Regions from separate parts of the Mus musculus genome. Here region 2 is linked to region 1. Evidence: chromatin contacts called from public Hi-C data. All regions are on one chromosome and are shown on one strand. The core of a region is the stretch at or near the end of the contact, and the rest is flanking DNA. Distances in the headings are between cores, read along the strand shown. Region 1 overlaps Gm32611 (a long non-coding RNA gene). Region 2 has its middle 26 kb from the start of Gm40247.

Evidence for each region. A called contact is a pair of places that touch in the nucleus more often than the background predicts.
Region 2: a Hi-C map of the N1E-115 cell line shows a contact between it and region 1, with 2.2 times the contacts expected there. The contact joins two enhancer-like sites. A contact is called at or near these places in 1 of 39 promoter capture datasets (hippocampal neurons), 2 of 484 Hi-C or Micro-C datasets (the N1E-115 cell line and olfactory sensory neurons) and 4 of 115 datasets of contacts at active chromatin or transcription factors (SST interneurons, VIP interneurons and embryonic stem cells).

What each region holds. Positions count from the first base shown.
Region 1 is chr4:125,277,517-125,285,370 of GRCm38.p6, forward strand. All of the region lies in intron 4 of Gm32611 (a long non-coding RNA gene), which reads left to right. Among named protein-coding and RNA genes, the nearest start is that of Gm46869, 9.1 kb to the right of the region's middle. Within about 2 kb of position 5,200, at least 87 of the 459 cell types and tissues checked have an H3K27ac peak or open chromatin away from gene starts, as enhancers often do. A contact at or near this core is called in the N1E-115 cell line and hippocampal neurons, where this site is marked.
Region 2 is chr4:125,352,174-125,360,027 of GRCm38.p6, forward strand. No RefSeq gene overlaps it. Among named protein-coding and RNA genes, the nearest start is that of Gm40247, 26 kb to the right of the region's middle. Within about 2 kb of position 4,473, at least 11 of the 459 cell types and tissues checked have an H3K27ac peak or open chromatin away from gene starts, as enhancers often do. A contact at or near this core is called in the N1E-115 cell line and hippocampal neurons, where this site is marked.

The sequences.
Region 1 (7,854 bases), core at 3,950-6,449:
CACTCTCATAGGCTCTGTGCTTGAACACTCGGTCCCCAGTTCCTGGTACTTTTTGGAGAGATTGCGGACTAGCTGGCTGATGCAGTTTGCCAGAGAAGCAGTCTTGGAGGATTATAGCATAGCCCTGCTTCCAGACCCCGGTCTGTTGTTGTCTTGTAACAAACAGCTGCTGCATGCTCTCACTGCATAATACGGCCATCTCTGCCCCCACCATGACAGAATGGAGCCTCTGGCCAAGCCTCCCCTCTCTTAAGTTGCTTGTGTTGAGCATGTGGTTACAACAATGGGGTGAGTGGGTTGTGAGGAGCTTGTGCCAATGTTATCCTATGAACTCCTTAGGGACTCAGGCTTCCTTTAGCTTCTTTACCTAAAATATCAACTAAAGCTCCATCCATTACACTGACTGTCCAGATTGCAGGTGGAGGAGGGGAGGCAAAGAAGGGACCAAGGATGCTGGCCTGCTGCCTTTAAGACTCCTCAGTGCTATCACAGGATGCTTACACCCCATCAGCTAGACTTCAGGCACATGGTCAGATCTAGCTGCAAGGGATGCTGGGAAATGGAGTCTTAATCTCCGGATGTGTGTTTGTCCATTTGAAGATGGAGGATTTGAACACAGTGGAAGCCAGGGTGACTCTCCGACTGTCCCCTCTCACAGGTGGTCCTACTGGAAGGAGAGGACAGGCAGGAAGCAGTAGAATCAATATCCTTCCAGACATCCCCTGCTAGACAGCCATTGCTTGTTTCCCTGTCCACTACAGCCAGTCAACTACCATGTCTCAGAAACTACATCGCCCCCTATCCTCCCAGTTTCCATGGAAATAGCCCCAGCCCAGGCTGAATAGTAACTCACTAGGATCCTTGAAGACATCTCTCCTCCCAACTTTATACTAGTCTATAACAGAGATCCAGCGGGGCTCTAACTGCTTTGTAGGATAGAGCATACCCATTTGACTGCAGCTTGAATTCAAGGCCCTCCAGGATGGCTCCCAATGTCTTGTTCATTCTGCTTACCTCCTTTTCCAGCAGCCAAGTAGACTGTCTGGGTGTGCCTTGGCCTCTCATGTTCTAGTTTTCCTGTTTGGAAAACTCCTGATCATGCTTCAAAGCCCACATCAAATTCTCCTCCTCTGAGCTGTGCTACAACTCATTCCTCAGTGGCTCACTCAGATCCCTTCCTCCTTTGTCCCCTCCTCCATTCTGTCTTGGGGGTGTGAATGGAAGGCTGACTCTTGCAGGCTATACCCTCAGAAGTTTATAAAGGGCTCTTATGAGTAGTTTGGTCACAAGGAGGCAACTAACAGGGGTCTGAGTTCAGAGGGAGGGAGATACGGGGGCACTTTTCTCCTGCTTTTGTCTGGGACAGTCTCTGAAGAAGCTTTACCTCCTTGGTTCCCTTGTGTGGTCTCAGATTCTGCCAGGCAGCCTTCCCCTAGCTCCTGGATGGTGGGCTGGAGTGAAACTATTCCCCCCTTATCAGCTTTCCCTTCCTGGGGGTGCTGGTGGCTTCCCACTGTTGCTGACTTGGGGGCAGTGTTAGCTAAGCCTCTCAATTCACCTAGGTAGCCAATCCCTGACATTTAAATGTTCACTGTGTGGAACACCCAGGGCAGTTTCTGCTTTCCTAACTGGACTCTATCAGGTTCACATGCTTGGCCCTGGAATGTAACTTCTGGATGGATTCTGGATGGGCACTGGACTCTCAGCTTGGGCTTTTCTAGCTCCCTGGTCACCTCCTACCATGGTGTGCTCTGTGCTTTACTCTCTTGGGACATGGCTGGAAACACTGACACCAGCCCAGCCACCTTGCATTCTGGGTAATGTTTATTCTACTCTGTGGCTGGGGGCTGGGCAGAAGGGGAAGGGAAACAGACCAGAGCAGGGAGGATGACACCCCTCTGTCTCCTTGTCTCTCTTATTTTAAACGCAGAGCCTTGTATCTGGGGTCAGGCAAGGATTTATGAGTGTGTTTAGGCGGTGACACGAGGGGACTGCGGCGAGAAATGTTCTCTGTCACGCTCTGACGGCCTTTGCAAGGAGGCAGCTGGAATCATGAGAGGGGAGATTTTCCTTAGCTGATGGAAGCTCGCGGACTGAGCTCTACTGCCACTTTTAAATGCTACCTAGAGATGCTCTGTGAGGCCGGGCTTGTCAAGGGGAGCACCTGAAGTGCTCCCAGCTTTGTCCACTCTGGAGGCAGATTAGGATGAGAAGTTTAAACAGAGGTAAGATGGATTTGAACTAGACACTGGGAAGGACTTCCGTCTCATCCATGAATGGAGGATCTCAAGAACATTGTCCAGGGGCTGGAGAGATGGCGCAGTGGTTAAGAGCAGTGACTGCTCTTCCGAAGGTCCTGAGTTCAAATCCCAGCAACCACATGGTGGCTCGCAACCATCTGTAATGGAAGCCAATGCCCTCTTCTGGTGTGTCTGACGACAGCTACACTGTACTCACATACATAAAATAAAATAAATCTAAAAAAAAAAATGACCAGGCAATGGTGGCACACGCCTTTAGTCCCAGCACTTGGGAGGCAGAGGCAGGTGGATTTCTAAGTTTGAGGCCAGCCTGGTCTATAGGGTGAGTTCCAGGACAGCCAGAGCTATACAGAGAAACCCTGTCTTGGAAAACCAAAAAGAAAGAAAGAAAGAAAGAAAGAAAGAAAGAGAGAGAGAGAGAGAGAGAGAGAGAGAGAGAGAGAGAGAGGAGAAAAGAAAAGAAAAGAAAAGAAAGAACATTGTCTCCACAGATCTCCTCAGCCTCAGTGCCTGTTGACTGCACCTCAGGACCTTTGCACTGCTGTTTTCTCTGCCTTCCTGCTCTTTGCCATTTTTATTGGACCCTTCTTATCCTTCACACCTCACAGTTCAGGCCTTGCCTTCTGGGAGGCCTCTCAACCACCTGGTTTTGTTTTATTATCCCATGGATCACCATCTGCCACATATTTCTTTATTCCATACTTGGTCATTATCTGTCTACACCCACTAGATTACTAGTCCATCTGCTTTAGGAATTCCTTCTAGAAAGTTCTCCCACCAGTTCCTGACACACCAACATGGACTCAGTGAGCACACCAATTGTTTTAGGAGCCCCACAGAGGATCAGTTAGGATCCAGAGTGGCCCTGGTTGTACCTAGTTAGGGAGTGTCTGGCAAGTTCTGCTGGGGTGTAGGGAAAATTCCAATGGTCCCTTAATGACATGTGTTCTTCTGGCCTGGTGTACAGCGCCAGGCTGAGTTCGTGTTCCATGGCATTCACATCACGGCCCTTCTGGATGCTGAGCTGCTGTCTTGGTTTGCCTAGGCTGCATGAGAGCTGCTGACGTGGTGTATTGAGGTTGCCTGAGATGGCCTCGGACTGGAGGCTTCAGGGCTTTGGACACCAGGAGATGCATTGATGCTGGGTCAGGCAAGACTGACCATGTTAGGGCTGCCAAAAATCTCCTAGACCATGATATCAATCATATCATATCATATCATACACATGATATAGGTAGTGAGGTGGAGACTGGCACTGGGATACCAATCCTCAGTATATACAGGGCAGGTTAGCTCACTCACTCCCTTGTACCCCACTTTCCCCATTTATAGAGTTGAGATCAGACTAGCACCTTCCTCAAGCTTCTGTTCCAATCTGGAGGATGTAAATGAGCCCTTAGCAAACTCACAGCTCTGCACCTTCAGGAAAGTTAGCATCATACATAGTAGCTGGTAAAACCAATGGCTATTATCTCATCTCTAGGTGTTATGCCCGATTCCCCTCCCTCTTCCCCCATTTAATAAACCAGAATTCCAATCTCTAGTGTGTCAGAGTGAGCCTCTCTTTTCACATAGGGTCTTAAGTAGGTGAATGTTGGGGGTCCTAATCCAATTGGACTAGTGTTATTAAAAGAAAGGATTAGGGCACTGGGCAGGGTGTGTGTGTGTGTGTGTGTGTGTGTGTGTGTGTGTGTTTGTGTTTGTGTGTGTATGTGTGCGTGCATATAAGCAGAGGAAAGGCTATATAAGCACACAGAAACGCTGGCCAATCCCTGGAAGCAAACCTACATCTTGTTCTTGGATAGCATCCTCGCAGCTGTGGGATGATGGAGTCTAGAGATTACACTGCTTGTTCTGAGGTATCAGGTTGTGGCATCCAGCACAGCCCAGGACTCTGGATTAAGAACTCAGAAGGCTGAGCTGGGCGTGCCTCTCTGAACACAGTGCTGCTTGCAAATGTGAGGACCCAGGTAACTGATGGACTCCTGGAAATACTGGAAACCAGCGTGCATATGCGTGTCTGCAGTCCCAGCACTCCTCAGGCGAAAGCGGGTGGGGCAGAGACATAACCGGCTGAAGCTGCTAGGCCAGCCAGCTTGGCTACACAGCAGTGAACAAAAAGAGATACTTGTTTCTTTTTAAAAGGAGAATTTGAGGACTAATACTTAAGATTATTCTCTCTCACATGCACACATGCACAGCATGCACAACATGCACACACATGTGCGTGCACATACACACAAACTAAAAAGAAAACACATAAAAAAGAAATAAAAATATCTCAGAGTCAGAAATCTGGTCGTCATCCTCCCCATCCTAGCCCCAGGGCAGTTCAGGTCCCTCTCTGTCCCTGCCCCCTCACTCCCAGCAGTTGTCACAGTGCCATCGGAGATCACCATTTGGGTTTGCTCACAGGGCAGAGCTGAGTAAGGAGGCTGAGATGTTTTTGGTGACAGGAAAGCAAACAAGCAAGGTGGCCCCTTGCCTGGGCACAAGCACAGCCTGTGGGTCTAGGCTCAGGCTTGGCTCTTTGAATGGCCCTGGTTTATCGCTTCAGCCACAGGAGTCAGTGAGGGGACAGAGTGGGAGAGCGCGGCTGCTTCGCCACAGCCTTCTGGCTGATGCTGCTGGACAGAGTCAAGACACCAATGTAGACAGCTTCGTTTCACAGGTGGGGAAACTGAAACGGAAGATTGTCAAGATGGTTTCGACTAACTGGATACTCAGGACTGTCAAGTGTCCCTGTCTTTCCCAGCACCAACACTGGAGCCATATATACTCCAAGGTCAGAGCCAATCCGAGAGAGGCAGGCGAGAATGCGTTCAATTGATTGGAGCAAAGCAAATGTAAGGCGGAGCCAAACAGTTGACTGATGGCAGGGCCCGAGGCCAACTCGGAGGCTGCAGGCAAGCCAGGCCCTGGCTGGAGGGCAGGGAGTGCAGAGGCTCGGGAGCAGCTGGTCAGCCCGAGGCCTTTGGCAGCCTCAGTGGCTCCGCTCAGCTGGTGAAGTGATGTTCTCTTCTGATTGAGCTAATTATGCTGATTGAATTTCCTCCCTCTCCCTTCGGAGCCTCGTCTGCCGCCTCCTCTCCTGTCTCTCCCCACCGCTCCTGGTAGAGAAAGAAAGGGAAGGTTTCCTTAATGTGACTGGTAATTGTTATGCACACAGTGTCAGATGTTAATGTTGGCTCTGATTGACAGCTAATCAGCCCATCAGCTGTACAAAAAAGAGTGAATAACTCGGTAATTTGATTTCCCCTGATTCCCCTGCGTGGGACGGCAGGGAAGTCTAAATTAGCAATCAGGGAGGCTGTGTCAGATCCTGGAGGGCGGTGAGGATGAAGAGGATCCAGGGGCTGGGGTGCAGCTGTGGCTGGGGGGGGGTCGTTTCCATTGTGGGGAGCCCTGCTGGTGGAGAGTAGCTCAGAGCTGTGCCCAGATCGTGGGGTGAAGGCCCCATTCCAGGGCATCCTTTCTTGAGGCTGGCATCTGAGAGGGAGCCCTTGGGGGCGCTGACCTCTGGAACCCCACGGTGATGGAGAAGGAGTTTCCTTAGGTGGTAAGCAGTGGCTCTCCTCACCCCAAGGTTTGGAAGGTGGTTGCCAAGGTTTCTATAGGGTGACCCAAATTCTTGCTATTCTTGGGAACAGGAGTCCCCAAGTTCAGCTTCTGGCCGTCTCCATTCAGGTAAAATAGAACACGTGGGTATGAAGTGGTCTTTAGTGGTCCTCCCTGTCAGGTGAAAGGATTAGGTCTCAGCATCTACTGGGTAGTCACGGTGGGTGGCCCAGGGACTGTGCTAAGCAAACGTTTCTATTGTGACCTGTCCCAGGTGGTCACTTCCTGCCTACACCTTCTGAACACTGCCATGAAGTCTGAACCCAAGCCAGCTCCCCTCCCCCATAAAGCACATATGTGACTATAGCCACATAAATGTACATCCGAACATTTGTCCTTTTCCAGTTGGGGAAACTGAGGCTGAGGAGTATAGGCACTTGCCTGAGATCACACTAGGAGATATAGTTCCAGCACAGACCCTCCCATTCTGCTCCTCCCACTCTGGCAGAGGAACTGCCTAGGTCCCTTGGAGTTGGCACTGACAACAGCAGCTCAGCCTGGAGGTGCCTAGAACTCCAGGTGGTGGCAGCCCTCTGTTGATCTTGGGTGGTGGCAGCAGCTCAGGGCTTCCCAAGGGGAGAGTGAGGAGGAAGAGGAGGAGGGAAGAGGAGGAGGCAGAGCCTCAGGTTTGCCACATTGGGTATTGGTGGCCCTGACTTGGGGTTCATTCTTGTTATGCCACAAGGGATTAGGACTTCTCCATTGGGTCTCAGAGGTCACCTCCCTTGCAGCTCTCTCTCACCACTCCTAAAACAGCTATGCATGCTGGCTGTGAACCCTGGCCCTGATGTGTACAGAGTCAACTCCTGCACAGCCTGGGCACATCAGGGAGGCAGGGAAGACCTGGGTTTACAAGGCTGAGACTTTGAGGAGTTGTATCCACTAGGGACAGTTGAGAGCTCATTTGATTCCAGTGGCTGGCAGATGGAGGTACTTAGGTCCATCCCACAGATGGTGAAACTGAGGTTCTGGTGGGGGGAAAAAGCATCCAAGTCTCTGTAAACCAGGCTGGCCTCGAACCCAGAAATCCGCCTGCCTCTGCCTTCCGAGTGCTGGGATTAAAGGCGTGCACCACCACACCCAAGTCAAGGAAGGAGGCTTCTGGTTCTGCTTTGAGCCTGGTTTCAGCCTTGTTCTCAGGGAGGCACAGCAGGGATTGAGGCAGGGATGGGGCAGGGAGAAGATGAGAAGTGAGCAGAGGAGGAACAAGGCTGGGGCTTCGGGTGCTAGGAAAGTGCAGAGTGGCCTTTGGGATGCAAGGCAAGACTTCGTCCCAGTGGAGAAGTGCTGGGTAGGGGAGGGCTGGTGGGGGCAGGAGGAGAATGAGAGGTGAATGCGACCAGAATGTATTATATACACATACAAAATTGTTGAAGAACAAATTAACAAAAACGGAAAGGTCCACTCCTTAGTTAGGGTCTATATTTCTGGGATGAACCACCATGACCAAAAGCAAGTTGGAGGAGAGAGGGTTTATCTGGCTTATGCTTCTACATTTGTAGTCTGTCACTGGAGGAAGTCAGGACAGAAGACAACCAGGGCAGGGACCTGATACAGAAGCTACAGAGGGGTGCTGCTTACTGGCTTGCTCAGCCTGCCTTCTTTTGTTTGTTTTTGTTTTTTCGAGACACGGTTTCTCTGTATAGCTCTGGCTGTCCTGGAACTCACTTTGTAGATCAGGCTGGCCTCGAACTCAGAAATCCACCTGCCTCTGCCTCCCGAGTGCTGGGATTAAAGGCGTGCGCCACCACTGCCCAGCTCAGCCTGCCCTGTTTATAGAGCCTAGGATCACCAGCCCTGGGGTGGTGCCATTCACAGTGGGCTGGGTCCTCTCCCATCAATCACTAATTAAGAAAATGCTCTACAAGATTGCCTCTAGCTTGATCTTATGGAGACTGGTTCTCAATTTTCTCCCTCCTCATGATTCTAGCTTGTGTCAAGCTGACATAAAATTAGCCAGGACAGTCCAAGAAAC
Region 2 (7,854 bases), core at 3,223-5,722, 74 kb after region 1:
AAGGCCTGCTGTCAGTTCAGGGGGCGGCCTTCTGTCCTAGCATCAGCATGGGTTATTTAGGGATCTCCACTGGACTCCTTCACAACCTAATGCAGCCCAGTCCCATGACTGGGAACCTTGCCTGGCTACCAGAGATGTCCAGTTCAGGCTGAGGGTTCTCCATGACTAGGTGTCCTCACTGGGGTCACCCTCAGAGATTCCAGGAAGTTCCCACTGCACTACATTTCCACCTCTTCAAAGACCCCAGTTTCAGGTGTTTTTCTTTTTGACAGGGACCTAGGCTCCACCCAGTGTTGCTACAGTGGCCTGAAGAATCTCTATAACATCTTAGAGTTCATAACCGTGGAGAATCAATTCCATTGCTTTTACTTTTTGAATTTTCGCATTTGCCCTCACTTCTGAATTATTATTTGAGCACAGACGCTTAGAATGATGAGCTGATTTCCTTTCATCTAAGTCCCTCAGTGCCTTTGACTGCCACTGTGTCATGGTAAATCAGGGGGCGTTCTACCCTCTTATCTTTGCTTCCTATCTGTGTGCATTATCTCTCCCAACTGCCTTTGGGGTTTCCTTTTATCCTCACTTTCTTCTTCTTCTTCTTTTTTTTTCTGCAAAGATTTGATTATTATATGTCATGGAGGAGACCATTGTGTGTGTATGCATGTACATGTATTGCTCATGTGTGTGTATGTATGTATGTATGTGCAAGCATGTGTGTGTGTGTGTGTGTGTGTGTGTGTGTGTGTGTGTGTGTGTGTAGGGAGCCTGTTTGTATTGATGTTGCCTAGGCTTCACTGAGTTTCTCTGAGTTGACAACATTATCCCACTTTAAACATTTGTCTTAAAAATTAAAGAAACTCACTTTTTAAAAGAAGAGTTTTAGGTTCACAACAAAACCATGTGGAAAATGTAGAATTCCTGCATAGTCCATCATCCCCTTTCACACACAGACTTCCACTGTCCCCATCCCACATCCTTGTGGTTCGTTTATTGCAACTGACAAACCAACACTGACACCTCGTTATCACCAAAGTGCACATCTCATTTTAAGGTGTGCTCTTGGTGCCACACAATCCGAGGGCTTTTACAAATGTGTGCTGACCCGTATCCACCACCATGGGAGTGCAGAGCGGTCTTACAGGACGGTCTTCCTGCTCCAAGAATCTCTCAGCTGTGTCTGTCCTCTTCCTGCTTTTTAGCCAACAACCTCTGATATGTTCACAAAACCATAGTTTTGTCATGGTAATATCACCTGCATATCATTTGCATATCATCTTTGCTGAGGTGATCACTGAAGTATTTTGGATTTTTAATTGGGTAGCTTTTCATTGGCGCATTTTTAGGGCTCTTTGCATACTTTGAGCAATGCACTTTTATCAGATATGTCTTTTGCAAACACAGAGTCCTGGCCTGAGACTTGCTTGCCCATTCTTCTGATAGTTCCTCAAGAAAAATTTTTGCACCCATCTCTCTTTTGTGGGTTTCAATTCTATCCGTACTATAAGCATTAGAGTTTCTCCTAGGACCTTCAGTTGTCATGATTTCAAGGGCTCTGTTTTCCAACTCACCAAACTTTTTTTTTTAGCTTCCTGTTTAATATTAATTTTTTCTGTTTCCATTTATCATTCCTATCTGATTCTTTTTTTTTTTTACACATTCCATTTTCCCCTTTGGGCTTCCCATTGGTTCATTCACAGCATATATATTCTTCCTTCAATCTTTGGGCATATTTCCAGGAAATGCTTTGAAGTATTTTACTTCTGTGTCCTACACCTCTGTCGTCATCTCTAGGTCTCTTTCTTTTGATTTTTTTTCTTGGTTATGGATTCTATTGTGCTGCTTTGTGTTTTAATTTTGTTTTTGAGATAGGGTCTTGCTATGTAGCTCAGGCTAGCTTCAAATTCAAGTTCTTGTTTCAGCCTCCTGAGTGCTGGGGTCCTAGATATCAGTACAACCCCACAATGATTTGTATTAAAAAAAAAACTTCAAAAAGTATATGCTGGATAGCGCAGATACAGCCTTGGGATCTAGAGTTCTGTTGACTTATTTTGAAGAGGATTTTTCTCTCTGGACAGCAATTCATTAATGAGTCAGCTTGGTTCTGTCATGGGTTGGTTTGGGGCTTTATAGGTGGGTGCAGAGGGGTTTCCCCTCGGGTGTCTCTGCTGAATGCAGGTGTTCAGTAAGCTCTCCCCTCTTCTATGGCACCACCATCACTCAGAACTGTGTGATTTCTAATACTGCAGCTCGGCTCTCCCACCAGGCACTCTAGAGAAGCCGCCCAGCCTTGCCCCGTGCATGACTAAGCATCAGCTGGGATACGGGATACGCAGACCCAAGTGTTCCACCCAAGTCTTCTAACTGTGCTGTAGCCCACACCCAAAATCCCCGCTGTCCCAGGAGCCAATCTCTCCTCTTCTCTGGTGAGACCTCTGTTGTGTTCCTGGCCATAATCTGAACTGAGCTCTGGAAAGTGATCTCTTGCAGAGAGGCAGAGTGAGGGTCAAACAAACCTCCTGAGTTTCACTTTTGCAAGGGCTACAGACTTAGCAACCATCAGCCAGCCACGGAATCTTGCATCTCCAGGCAGCCCTTCTTCCTGGGCTGTCCTGCATCCACACCCCTGGGGGTGGGGACGTAGATACAAACAGGGTCAGTGGAGAAAAGGAGCCTAGGGAAGGCACTAGGGCACTGCCAGCTTCATTTTGTTTGTAATTCCCCAGTGGAGCCCCAAATATGGAGGCAGCTGTGCTCTGTTGAGCTCTATGAAGAGGCAAGAGGGAGGGGCCACTGGGGAGTGCAATTAGCTGACGGTTTGAGACTGATGAAGTGGATAATGAGAGGCGCTAGGGCAGGTTTTCATGCTAAAAAGAGATGAAAAAAACCAGAGAGAGACAGACAGACTATTACACATATTACCTGCTCAGGCCTGGGCTGCTCTGAACCACTAGGAGGCCAGGGAGCAGAGAAGGCAAGCCCAGACCAGGGCCTCTTTCCCAGGTGTACTCTTGGGTAAGTTTCTTCTTCGTTAGCCTCAACATTACCTGCATGCAAATGGTCTAAGTCTCAGGCCGAGCATCCTTGGCCTTTATCTCCTTCAGTTGTCCTAAAACAATGCCACACTCAGTTCAACTGTAGCCACCTTCCAGATAGGTAACCTGGGTACCAGGAGAAATAGGATCTTTCCTAAGAGTCATTGTCAGTGAGTGATAAAGCCAAGCTCCTTCACCTTGCTTTCAGTCTCACACTCAAGGGAACTTAGCTTGTGGTCCAGCTGTGTAAGTCAGACTCTGCAGACAAAGCCAGGCACATCCCATTTCGTTGGCCTTATTCTGGGCTGTCAATCATTCCTAACAATACCTGTGAGTAAGGGACCAGCATCACCTGCCTTTCACATATGAGGAAGAAATGGTGGGATGTGTGCAGAGTTTGATCAAATAGCCTCTCTTTCCATGTAGAGGAACAGCATAAAAATGGGTTAGACCTTTATGTAGGGGCTAGAGAGCTGGCTCAACAGTTTAGAGTGCTTGCTCCGTTAATCTTGAGAACTAGAGTTCGGTTCTGAGCTGGACATTCTCCACCAATGCCTATAACCACAGTGCCTAGCTAGTGGGTGGAGACAGGAGGACTCATGGTGCTTGCCAACCTCCAGCCTGGCTGAGACCTAAGCTTCGGGTTCAAGAAGAGACCCTGGACCAGTGGGGAATAATGAAAGGACACCTGGTGCCTCTACCGGTGTCTGTGTGCAGGCTCAGACATGTACATCTGTGCCCATGACCCTCATACTCATATGGACACACACACATAAATAAATAAGTTCTTAAACCTTCGCATAGCAATTTCATACTGAGTGCATACTACATGTCGGGGGCTATGAACTGGTTCCTGAAATAAAGCCATGAGTTAAACAGATGAAAAATCCCACCTGTGTAAAGCTTACATCTTAGTGAGCAGCCAAACTGATAGTGGACCAGTGAGCAAGCCGAGAGCCACCAATAAGGAGGAAAATCAGGCAGGGAAGTGGGAACGGAGAACGTGAAATACAAGTTGGAATTTGGGGCACGATTCACCGAGGTTGTGGATTTTGCAGCAAACCTGCCAGGGTCCCTGGATATCCTACTGAAGAGCACGCCTGGCTGGGAAGGCCCAGAGGGTCTAGGCTGCAAGGTGGTTCAGGATGTCAGCTAGGGGTCATGTTTCTCCTGAGGCTGAGAGGGAGGTTACGGGCTCTGGGACCCAGCAAGGTGGTGGGGGAGAGAGAGGAGAGCTCTGTGGCTGGGGCTGTGGTAGCAGGGCCGTGGGGACATTTTTGATCATCGTGCAGTTTGGTTCTAGCCTAGTAGAAAATGAGGGGTTGACACATTTTGAACAAACAAGCAGCCTTTCCCACAGATCCTCTTGCCTGGTGTCAGCAGTGAGACAGGCAGGCCGACCAGCTGGAGTCAGAGCTGACGGTGGCCTAGGGCCAGGTTGGTAGCAGCAGAAGTGAGAGGAAGCGATGGGATCCAGTTACGAGTTTGAAAGCTAATAGATTAGATGTTGAAGGAGAGAGAGAAATGTGTCCAGGCTTACGTCGGTGCTGGCTGCCAAGCTTCTGTGAGGATGGGGCTGCCTTGGTTGGTCTGAGGAACAGGCTTCCAGGAAAAAAAGAGGAGTTAGGCTATGCAGGGGGTTGGGGCGGGGCTGTCTGGTGATCTGTGAGATGTCTCTGTGAGGACAGAGAGCAGGCACTGAGGGACTAGAAATCAGGAAGGCCCTGTGAAGGGCCAGAAGAGTCAGGTGGGAAGGATCTGGAGAACCCTGTGGGAGGGGACAGGAGAGCTGTGTGGGAGGAACCCACAGAGTAGGGCTGGATGGGGGTGTGAGGTATGGGGTATGTGTGTGTGTGCGCGCGTGCGTGCGTGTGTGTGTGTGTGTGTGTGTGTGTGCGTGTGCGTGTGCGTGTGTGTGTGTGTGTGTGTGTGTGTGTGTCCTTAGCTCTTTCTCTGGCTGAGAGGACTGCTTTGTTCAGGCAGGTGGCTGACTGCATCAGGAAAGGGCCAAGAGATGATCCCGACAGCTTAGGGCAGGAACTTTGACACTCCTACCTGCCCAGGGTTTGTCTTCTCTTGGATTTCAGACACTCTGGTACCCATGGGTGGATCTGATACCAAGCCCCAAAGCATCCCACCATTCATCTCTCTCTCTCTCAGCCCAGGACAGCCAGTCTGTAGCTGAAAGAATTCACTGCAGACACACACAAAGAGGGAATACTGCTTATCCATCGTGTGCCTTGGGTCTGGCATCTGTCACTCTGGACTTTGCTCCTCCATCTGTTGAATCGGAACCAACTGTAGAACCAACTAACTGTAGAGTTTGGCAAATAAGGCTTAAGAGAGAAAACGCCCACTGTGAGACAGGGCAGTAGACAGTGGGATCACATTCTCACCAGGTCCAGCAAGGTTAAACACAGCATACCCTTTCTCGTCTTCATTTTTCCTCTTTCTCTCTGCTCTTCAGCATTCTACATGCCAAACGATGGGTCCCCTGAGAGGTATCCCTGTTTCCCTGGCACTCACCAATTAGCATCTTGATCCGGCACAGTGTCCAGAGATGTAATAAATTGGTGCCAAACAGGAGCAGAGTTCCCACCTTGTCTTTGCCTGTGGATGGGCGCTAGAACCTCCAGGGTAGACTCTTGCCACTGAGACCTTGCAAGAATGAAATAAGGTGTTTCCAGGAATGAATTTGACACAGTGGGCTCCAATCAATACCACAGTGTGCACTTGAGTGCCATCCTATAGCTTTGCTCAAAACTCGTTCACCTAGAGTTTATCTGGATCAGAGGCCAGCAAATATTTGCTATAGAGGTCTGGGGATTAAATATGATAGGCTTTGCAGGGTAGAGTCTTCTTCACAGCCACACATCTCGGCTTCACAAATGGGCTGGGCTGTGCTACAGTCTCACTTCCTAAATCATGCCATAGCTGGATTTACCTTGCAAGCCAGCTGTAGTTTTCCAACCTCGGTCTGGTCCAATCAGATCATTTAACACAAAAATGAAAAAGAAGTGCAGAGCTAGCAAGCCATCTATAGGGCAGGCAGGCAGGCAGGCAGGCAGGCAGGCAGGCAGGCAGGCAGGGAGGCAGAAAGCCTGACTCAGGAAAACTTGCTCTCAGTCTTCTGTGAGTCAGTTCTCTCACTGGTTTGCATGATAGTTGCCTATCAAACATTCATTGGATTGGTTCAGTGTAATGATACATCTTTGACACCACATTGAAAGCTTTAGAATTTGACATTTAGAAAGATCTGGGAAATGGCATGGGGTTGGGGGGGGGGGGAATCAATGGCTGACCTAGAGTCCTCCCAGTGAGTCAGGAGGAATTCCTGGTTCCCAGTTCTGAAGGACACTGTCAGGATGACAAGGTCAGCCTTCCGTGGGACAACTGCTCAGAAGCCAGACCGCTCTTCCTTAGGCTCCCCCCAAGAAAACAATTCTCCAAAAAGAATCTCATCTATTAATGTGATTATTAATCTGGAAAAAAAACCTTACTTCTCAATAAAATGAGTGTATGACAAGACAGATGTAATAAACCTGGTTAGGATTTATGGTGTGCCCAGGCACCGCCGTGCAGAAGATAATGTTCCCCTGTAACGTTGATTTGCTGGATGAGGACCATGTAATTTATTCTGTCAATGTACATAAGAAATGTTATCTGTGTGCGGAATGACTGATGGCCCAATGAAAGCTGGCAGGGAAACAAGTGAAACAATTTGGGCCTTAAAAACATAATCACCTAATGATCACATTCTCGTGTTTGTGATGTTCAGTGCGGGCCGTACCTGTGGTTGCTGTCCATTCCTGGGATCGGTTACCCTTGAGCTTGGCACCTGAGGGCGGCAGGGACCTTCTGGTCCCTGTAACAGCCAGCCTTCTCTCTCACTAGGCCTCCACTCAGGTTGCTCCCTCTTCCTGGCAGTTCTTCCGTGTATCTATCCTTCAGCTCCTCACTCAGTGGTTTATTCCCTTGGGGTGGTGGCAAGTATCTATGTCTGCACTGCCCAACTATATGTACAGTGCAGCTATGGCGGGGGATTTTGTTCCCTAAGGACTCCTGTGGCCACCCTCTCGGCCTCTGTTATGTCCTGGAGTGCTCAGCCTTTGCTCCCTGGAACCTCACCAAGTGATGTCTTGTTCTCTCTGGGTCCAGGCCACTTCCTGAGGACTTCACAACTCACCAGGGTATTCACACAGATCTGCAGCCTTGTCCACTGAGCTCCGTGATGGCAGTTACCCTAGGAGGTAGGCACTAGGGCTGTAACTTTTCTTCATGGAGGCAAGCCAGGCTCAGAGGCCACTCACCTTGTCTAAGGCTGTATATGAAGTGAAGGAGAGACCTGGATCCCGGCTAGCTACCAAGCTCTGCTCACTCTGAATTCTCCTGCTTCCTCACTGGCCTCTCCCTCCTCCATGTTCTTTCCTGACGTGGCTTCCAGATGGGACATCCTCCTGCCTCTACCACATCTCTGAGCCTCCCTCATCTTTCCAGAACCTGCTTCATAAATGTTGATGCCTGTCATCTCTGTGTTCAGCAATCCTATTTTCCTGTTCGGTTTTCATGGCCAGGTTTTGATCCCCAAATTTCTATCTATGCATCAAGATCCTTCACCTTAACTGGGCATGCCCCAGTAGACAGTCCACGGGCATTTCCAGACCAAATTAGCCATCACTACCTGCACCCACCACCATTCCCACAGTCCTGTTCTCTGTGGGTGGACCCTGTCCCATCTGCTCACCTACACATGGGGCTCCAAGCTCAAGGGCAGTCATGATCCACCTGCCACCTATCCCTCCGTGGTGCATGCTGCATGGGG